2 separate regions of the Xenopus laevis genome follow, and region 2 is linked to region 1. Evidence: chromatin contacts called from public Hi-C data. All regions are on one chromosome and are shown on one strand. Each heading gives the region's core, a stretch centred on a gene start, on an enhancer-like site or on the middle of the called end of the contact. The rest is flanking DNA. Distances are from core to core; before and after follow the strand shown.

What was found. A called contact is a pair of places that touch in the nucleus more often than the background predicts.
Region 2: a contact with region 1 is called in a Hi-C map of the XL177 cell line, with 2.2 times the contacts expected there. The contact joins the promoter of pcolce2.L here to the enhancer-like site in region 1. A contact is called at or near these places in 2 of 4 Hi-C or Micro-C datasets (the XL177 cell line and the XTC cell line).

What each region holds. Positions count from the first base shown.
Region 1 is chr5L:127,959,081-127,962,820 of Xenopus_laevis_v10.1, forward strand. It overlaps pls1.L (plastin-1), which reads left to right. Exons shown (of 16, transcript XM_041563386.1): 14 at 761-884; 15 at 3,298-3,422. Among protein-coding and RNA genes, the nearest start is that of trpc1.L, 9.6 kb to the right of the region's middle. Within about 2 kb of position 1,806, at least 1 of the 7 cell types and tissues checked has an H3K27ac peak or open chromatin away from gene starts, as enhancers often do.
Region 2 is chr5L:128,052,804-128,056,851 of Xenopus_laevis_v10.1, forward strand. It overlaps pcolce2.L (procollagen C-endopeptidase enhancer 2), which reads right to left and starts at 2,254. Exons shown (of 9, transcript XM_018263818.2): 1 at 2,020-2,254. The coding sequence starts at 2,102.

The DNA of each region.
Region 1 (3,740 bases), core at 556-3,055:
GGTTCGGTATTCGGCCGAATCCTTCACGAAGGATTCGGGGGTTCGGCCGAATGCAAAAAAGTGGATTTGGTGCATCCCTAATAGAAATCTCAAGTTATGGAAAAGAATAAATCTATTGAAACAATAAATAATACATTATACTATAAGGTGATACATAAAATTACTTCCCGCACTTTACAAATGTAGCCAAACTAGTTATCCAGGTTTGCGAGATCATACAAAGTTACTGGGTAATAATCATAAATAACATTTGGGCAAAAGTACAGCTATTTGTTTCAAATTTGCCAGACATAATATGGAAATCTAGTAGTTCCTTTATTTGGTACATGTATGAGATCCATTATCCAGAAAAACCTGTTATCCAGAAAGCTCCAAGTTACAGAAAGTCTATGTATCATAGACTCCATTTTATCCAAATAATCCAAATTTTTAAAAATTATTTCCATTTCTCTGTAATAATAAAACAGTATCTTGTACTTGATCCAAACTGAGAAATAATTAATCCTTATTGGAGGCAAAACCAGCCTATTGGGTTTATTTAATGTTTACATGATTTTCTAGTCTTAAGGTATGAATACCCAAATTACAGAAAGATCTGTTATCCAGAAAACCCCATGTCCCGAGCATTCTGGATGACAGTTTCCATACCTGAAGTGCTACATGAGCTGTAAATTAATGTTTGTAGGCATACTGCCAAGCCATTTGATAAGCCACACTTGTTTGTCTTAAATTGCAAGTGAATCTTAATTTCTCTCATTAGGTACACACTAATTGTTTTATCTGATCTGGGAGGAGGACAAAAAATAGACGACCAAATCATCATCGCTTGGGTGAATGAAACTCTGGCTGGTGCATACAAGAAAACTTTAATCAACAGCTTTAAGGTAATTGTTAAATACTATTCTGTAAACCTGTAACTGAACCATTATCAGCCTTTTATTTATTGAAAAATCCACACATTATTTACAATGTTAAAAATGTCACGTTATTATAGGCACCACCCATATAATAAATGAAAACAGGGCCATAGCCCATAGCAGTGTACCAAGTATTGAGAATGACAATCACAAAAAGGGAAAAAAGGAAAGAATACCTATATAAGCAAGTAATTTCCTTGCAATGTTTATCTTGACTCACTTCTTCACCCTCCTCTTGCATGTTAATATAATTTCCACAATAATAAAATATGAAATAATATTCATATTAATATGAAAAATAATTAAATATCTCAGTGATTCAATCTCTAAAACAAAGAACATAATAGCACGGTTCCATCGGGTTACCACTACTTTATAAGCAGAGTTAAATCACTCCCAACATAACCACAACACCCTCAGAATGATCTGCAATCTAGACTGTTTTTTTCCTTTTATTAAATAGACCCAAAGGAGTATACTGTAGCTCTGTCCCTAAGCTGAACTTGTATGTAGAAATGCTCCCTTGAGGTTTTGCAATGATTTTATGGATCTTGATGCTGCTTTTTTATTATTCTGTAGTGATAAAGTCCTTCAGTAGCTTTATGATTAGACTCTCCTAAACTACACTTTCTCACCACTGCTGTCCAGAGGCCTGCTGTGCCATACCCTTAAACTATTACTTACTTTTACTACCATACCAGGATGTTATTTCTGTTTCATTTTTGTATGTACATCTAACTATTAGCAGCATTTGACTGGGGGGTCCAGGGCCCACCGAGGCTGCCGCCTCAGGGGCCCACACATGCCTCTAGGAACCCTATCCCAGTCGCAACCCCAATTGCCTTTAGCCTCCTGGCTCCAGTTGCAACCCCCCTATGCCACTGAGCCCCCCTCTGCCTTTGGGCCCCCCTCCGGCCCCCAGGCATATATTTTTTTATTTTGTTGCAGCTGCAATTGAGGGAAGTAAGAGTTCAGCTCCAGGGTAGGGAGCAGGACTGGGTCGGTGGGGCCCACATGTTTGTTCCCGGTGTCCCGCTAGCCCAGTCTGACCCTGACTATTAGTACCAGTTATCAGTGTCGGACTGGGAGGGCGGGACACTGGGAAAAAAACCTGGTGGGACCCCGTCTATTATGGGTCCCGCCAGCCCAGATCCACACCCTGACCAGCTGGTCGCGGCAAAAACACAATGGGGTAAATTTATCAAAGAGTGAAGTTCCGCCACTAGAGTGAAATTCTGCAGCTCTCCATTCATTTCTATGGGATTTTGAAAGGCGTATTTATCAATGGGTGAAAGTGATCTGACCCTGCCAATTATCATTATATAATTATAACAGAAGGTATCTCAGCTATAACAAAACTACTGCTTTGAAAGGAAGGTGACTTAGCACCTGTAAAAACTACTACTACAACTAATTCACAACTTATGGAATCCATTTTTTCTTAAATTGCACTTGTACAACACATTCACATTCAAGTGATAATATAGAAAGACACAAGCCCATCATAACTAATGTAATACAGAAGAAGGAGGGGCCTGATGAGTTCAGGTTGGAGTTTGAAGCAATTATCCCAGAGTTATGTGGTCACAGTAGATGGAGATCTGTGCATGCTCTACAATGATGTTTATGTATAATTCCCTTTCCTTTTGCTCTTTCAATTAACTGTCATTATTTATATTTACCACAACAATTACTGTAAAAAGGCAAAACAGAAATGTTTTTATTATAGCCTCATTGCTTACAGTCAGCTTCATGAAAGACGATGGCTGCTGTATGTATTGAGTTTTTCAGTATATTCATCGATTATAAGTTTTCTTTTAACCAGGTTAAATCTAAACATATTGGTGCCAGCCCTGCATTGTAGGTTCATGCACAGTACTCATGATTTGCATTTTATTCATTCAACTTATTCAGGCAATATGGCCACAGTGGGGCTAGATGTAACTGTACTGTACTCCCAAACTGGGGCCCAAGACTCCACATTAGTTAAATGCTGTCAGGAACACCCAGCAAATACTGTTTTATTCTAGGCATGCTCTGGCTCGAAAAATAACAACAGGGGCATACCATATTTTATCTGATGCTTTACATACTGTACATTTTTAGCTAACAATATAGTTACAATATTGACAAGGACGGTTGGATATTATATATGTAATTCTAGTAATGGTTTGGTGCAAGGCTACAAGAACGATGCGTGCACAGCTGCAAGTTGCAAGTCTAACTCTGGGTGCCATTGTCTGAGCGGCCATATATAGGGTGGTAGGGTTAGGGGTCAAGACCTTCCTTAGCAATCACCTAATCTTACCATGTAAACCCATTAAAGGTTACATTTAGTTACAGCTACAGGACAAAATATTAATAATATAATATCTCTTAGGATTCATCCATTAGCACAAGCCTTCCTGTTTTGGATTTAATTGATGCCATTGAACCAAAAGCCATTAATCCGGAAATGGTGAAAAGGGAAAATCTTTCGGACGAGGACAAAATGAGTAATGCTAAGTACGTTTCTTTTCTAAATGTCTGTTTTTGTGCATTAACAGAAAATCACATTTTAACCGGTCGATGCTTCACATCATTTCAAATACATTTGCAGGCATGTAATGAGTTCTTGCACCAAAGAAGTCCATGCAAAATCTCCCATCTGCAAAAGGGAACTTTTAGCACAACGGGTTTTCAGTTATTGGGGGGAAATGTAATAAAAGTTGCAAAGTTTTTATTTATAGGTCAAGCAAACTATAGCAATGAATCAGCAGAGAGTATTTATTGTTCACCTGTTTTAATTAAAACATCGTATAGGTTGGTTTACTATACTAGAGC
Region 2 (4,048 bases), core at 1,004-3,503, 94 kb after region 1:
CAACTGTGATTATTTGACTGACTGATAAACAAGCTGCTTGCAATTGCATCACTATGCCAAGAAGAGAGTAAAAGCATCCTTAGTTCAGTCTTTGATCTCATATATCGCATATCTCTACACATATATATATATCATATAACTATCATTCATCTATCACCATCTATCATCCATCTATCGTCCATCTATCACACATCTATATATCTAGATATCTATCATCTGTCTATCTGGTCATTGTTTAGTTGGATTTACTGCTGCTGATTTACTGATCAGTGGAGGGTCCACACATGAACCAGTGATCATACAGTCTGTGCTTCTATGAACAACATGGAAGACATATAGCATTGTCACCAAATTTGCCTCCTTCACCCCCTGTTACGATTCCAGGTCCCATCTAAAGAGGCCAGCACCACATTAAATGCTATACCACAAAGGGTTTTTGATCACCATGTGCTTACAGAGATGACCACTGTCTGCCATATACAGAACGTATCTCATGTTTGTAAATCTGTTATAGCATTGCTGTTCAACCTTGCAGCTATTTGTACCATTAGCCTACATATCAATTTACAAAAGCCAGTAGATTTTCTATAAGTAAGAGTTTGGATAACTAAAGGTAAAGTATAACCATGGAAAAGATCAAACCAAGTTGGAACAGTAATAGCCCACTACTAAGAAAACAAAATAAAACTACATCTAAAATAATTCTGTGAGCATTTGGAGAGGATATACTGTATGTTCCTTGAATGCCCCATTGCTACTCCACACTAACACGAAAAGCCAAAATCTGACTAATACAGCATGCTGGTGCAAAGGAAAGAATTAGATACAGGCACATGAATCCAGCAATGTGTCCTTCTACGCAAGCAAATTAGTCACATCTTTCCCATCCGCTGGGCATTATGTGCACAAATTAACCCATTACCCTGTATTATATAAGAGCACATTCCAAAACATGCAAAACGTAGAACAATACCAATTATACGCTAGATCACCCCCTACAGCAAAATTACTTTTTCACCAATACCCATAACACTTTACACGAAATTTACCTCTTACAAGAAGAAATGTTGGGAGTTAGGTTACAGTAAATGCCACAAGAAATGTGCTGCATAATAAATGGAGGTCTATGAATGAATACAGCTGGTTGCACGTGAGATTCTGCAGCAGTTCTATGTGGTTTGCAAAGTAGTAGGTGAGCTGTTTTTAGCTCCATTTACTGTTCTGCTTATTTCAACAGTTGCACTGCATGGGCCACTAATTACATGCTATCTGATTCCCACCAGCACTGAGACCTCCCTGGCCATTTGGCAATGTAGCCCTGGCTGGCTCTGTTCTGGAGTAGAAAAACAAATGCACGTAGGCTTATAATTTAGCTTAGTGGTTCTCAAACTGTGGCTCCCCTATAGGGGCCCAGTCTGAAGGTCAATAAGGATGAAGCCTGAGGGTAAATACTTATATGCCATCCTGTAAATACCTTGATATATAGGAAAATGAATATTAGTATCATGAATTTCAGCGGGGCACCAAATGTTATACAGCAAAGGGGGGCCAAGGCTTTAAGTCTGTAGACTGTTTTAAGGTCTGATTGGCTGATTGGCTTGGGCTTTTGATGGCTTAATAAAAGCTGCCGCTCACTACATATCTGATATGTCTAGTAACAATGGCTAACAATCTTAATTGCACATTGAACTCATCCCCTGAAATGAACAAGGGGCAGGGCAAATGCTCCACTCAGCCCAATCTTAATTTACCATAAGACAGAATGAAGAATTATGTGACTGTACCAAAGGGGAATGGGGTATATATGGGAAATGTTTAAGAAAGGGCCAGTGCAAAAGGTCCATCCTTAGATACAGCCACTCACGTGTTCCCAACATAGCACCAAGGAGATAGAGAGGGGCAGCATATATATGTATTTAGTATTAGATTAATGGGATGGGTTGTTGCATGTAGGGCATAAAAACATTTATCCATTCCAAGGGTCTATCAGTGATGCCCACCACCCGCAGAGCCCCTTACCTCTCATTGGGTTGCTGCCCTGAGATGCCATATGGCAGCAGCAGCAGAAGGAGGAGGAGGAGGGAGCCAGGGAAGCAGTTCATGTCTGAGCAGCAGCAGCAGCAGCGATCCCAGTGCGACTCAGTAGCACAGAGGCTGCCTGGGCTTTATAAAGAAGATCGCCAGACTCATTCTCCTCTGGGAGGCTCCTTGGCACTAACAGACTCCTGATGAATATCCCATTTGTTCTTGCAGTACTCAGGAGGAGGGGATCTGTTTCTCCCTAAAATCTGATCCTCCCCTCTCCTCCCCCCTTCACTTCTCTTTCAAATGTTGCCATTAACTCCTTCACACCTGTGGGCATGTAATATTGCAAAGGTTGGTCTCCCACACAATGCTGCCCTGCTTGTTATTTATTCCTATAGTCAATTTATTTGGGTAATGCTGCTAGCTGTCTCCTCTTCAATGTGCCTTGTACTGTAACTGACTGCCCTTTGGCTATATCATATGGGAAAAAGTATCTCAGAACTTTCTCAAAGTATTGCAATTATTTCTCTGCCTAAGAGGTGCTTTCTGTAGAGGCTTTTCACTTAGTACAACTACAGTAGCTTTCCAGTAGGAAGTCAGGAGTCACATCTTGTTCTGCTGATGAGAAACTGATATAAAGACAAAGGGGATTTCCTTGTCTAAAGGCCCCCGAGTCGGCTGCTTATTGGCCCATGTGTGGGGCTTCCCCGATCAATATGTGACCGAAAGTCGACAGATCGGGCAGGTTAAAAAATCCTGTCGGATTGCAGTCGCATCTGTGCGTTTATGTGGGCCCACGATCGGATCAGCCCGATATCGCCAACCTCAATGTGGGCATATCGGGGAGAGATCCTATACGTCTATGGCCACCTTAAGGATAACAGAACTGCAGTGATGATTGCCAGCACCAAGCAAACATGTTCAGGCATAATAATTGGGACCTGCGGTTTTCTGATAAGGGATCTTTCTGTAATTTGGATCTCCGTACCTTAAGTCTACTAAAATATCATTGAAACATTATTTAAATCCAATAGGCTGGTTTTGCTTCCAATAAGAACAAATGATATCTTAGTTGGGATCAAGTAGAAGGTAATGTTATTATTACAGAAAAATAGGAAATCATTTTTAAAAATTATAATTACTTGCTTATAATTGACTCTATGGGAGATGGCTTAACTGGAGCTTTCTGGAAAGCGGGATTTAGGATAATGGACCCTATACCTGTAATGTATCAGGCTGGGCATTCTAGGGTTCATTAAAGAATCTGATTTTAAGGACCCAGTCTCCCAAAGACTAGACATATTCAGTGTTAACTGATATATATTTATTTGCAGATCTATGGTGGCAATAAAAGCTGATGGAAGCTTCCCTACTCTGGGGCCAATTAGGGCCCGAACCACCAGGAGATTCTCTGGTTCTCTGGTGCTCTGGCAGATCAATCTGAATCTGTGTATAATGGCATACAGGATTATTACCTAGAGCTGCAGATATCTGTGGGGTTTTTTTTTTGGGATAATAACTTCCGTTTGCACAAACTACATAGGAACTATTCACAATTAGGGGAAATAAGCCACAATGGCGTGTGCTTTGATTTCTATTTCCGCAAAATCATGGAAATGCCAAAATTGTCAACCAAAGAGCATCCTTTACCAAAAACAGCAACTATAGTGTCAAATGTCTTGCATTCTGTTGCAAACAGATATAGACAAAGACTGTCCCTGTAATCCCTATATACTTACAACATTGTGTTTGCTTTATTTGTTAGCAGGTATTTATAGCTTTAACATATTCCACAGAGATGTACAATAAATGGGTGGATACAATGAACATACAGAATACATGCAAAAATAACCAATAAACCATACAGTTGAACAAGGTTAAAGGTATGAGCAGTAACAGTACATGCACAAAGTGCCATACAATAAAAACATCATACAATGCTGGGGACAGGGTCGGACTGGGCCGACGGGTCCCCAGGAAAAAACCCGATGGGCCCCGGCCCAGACCCGCTCCCTGATTGGCT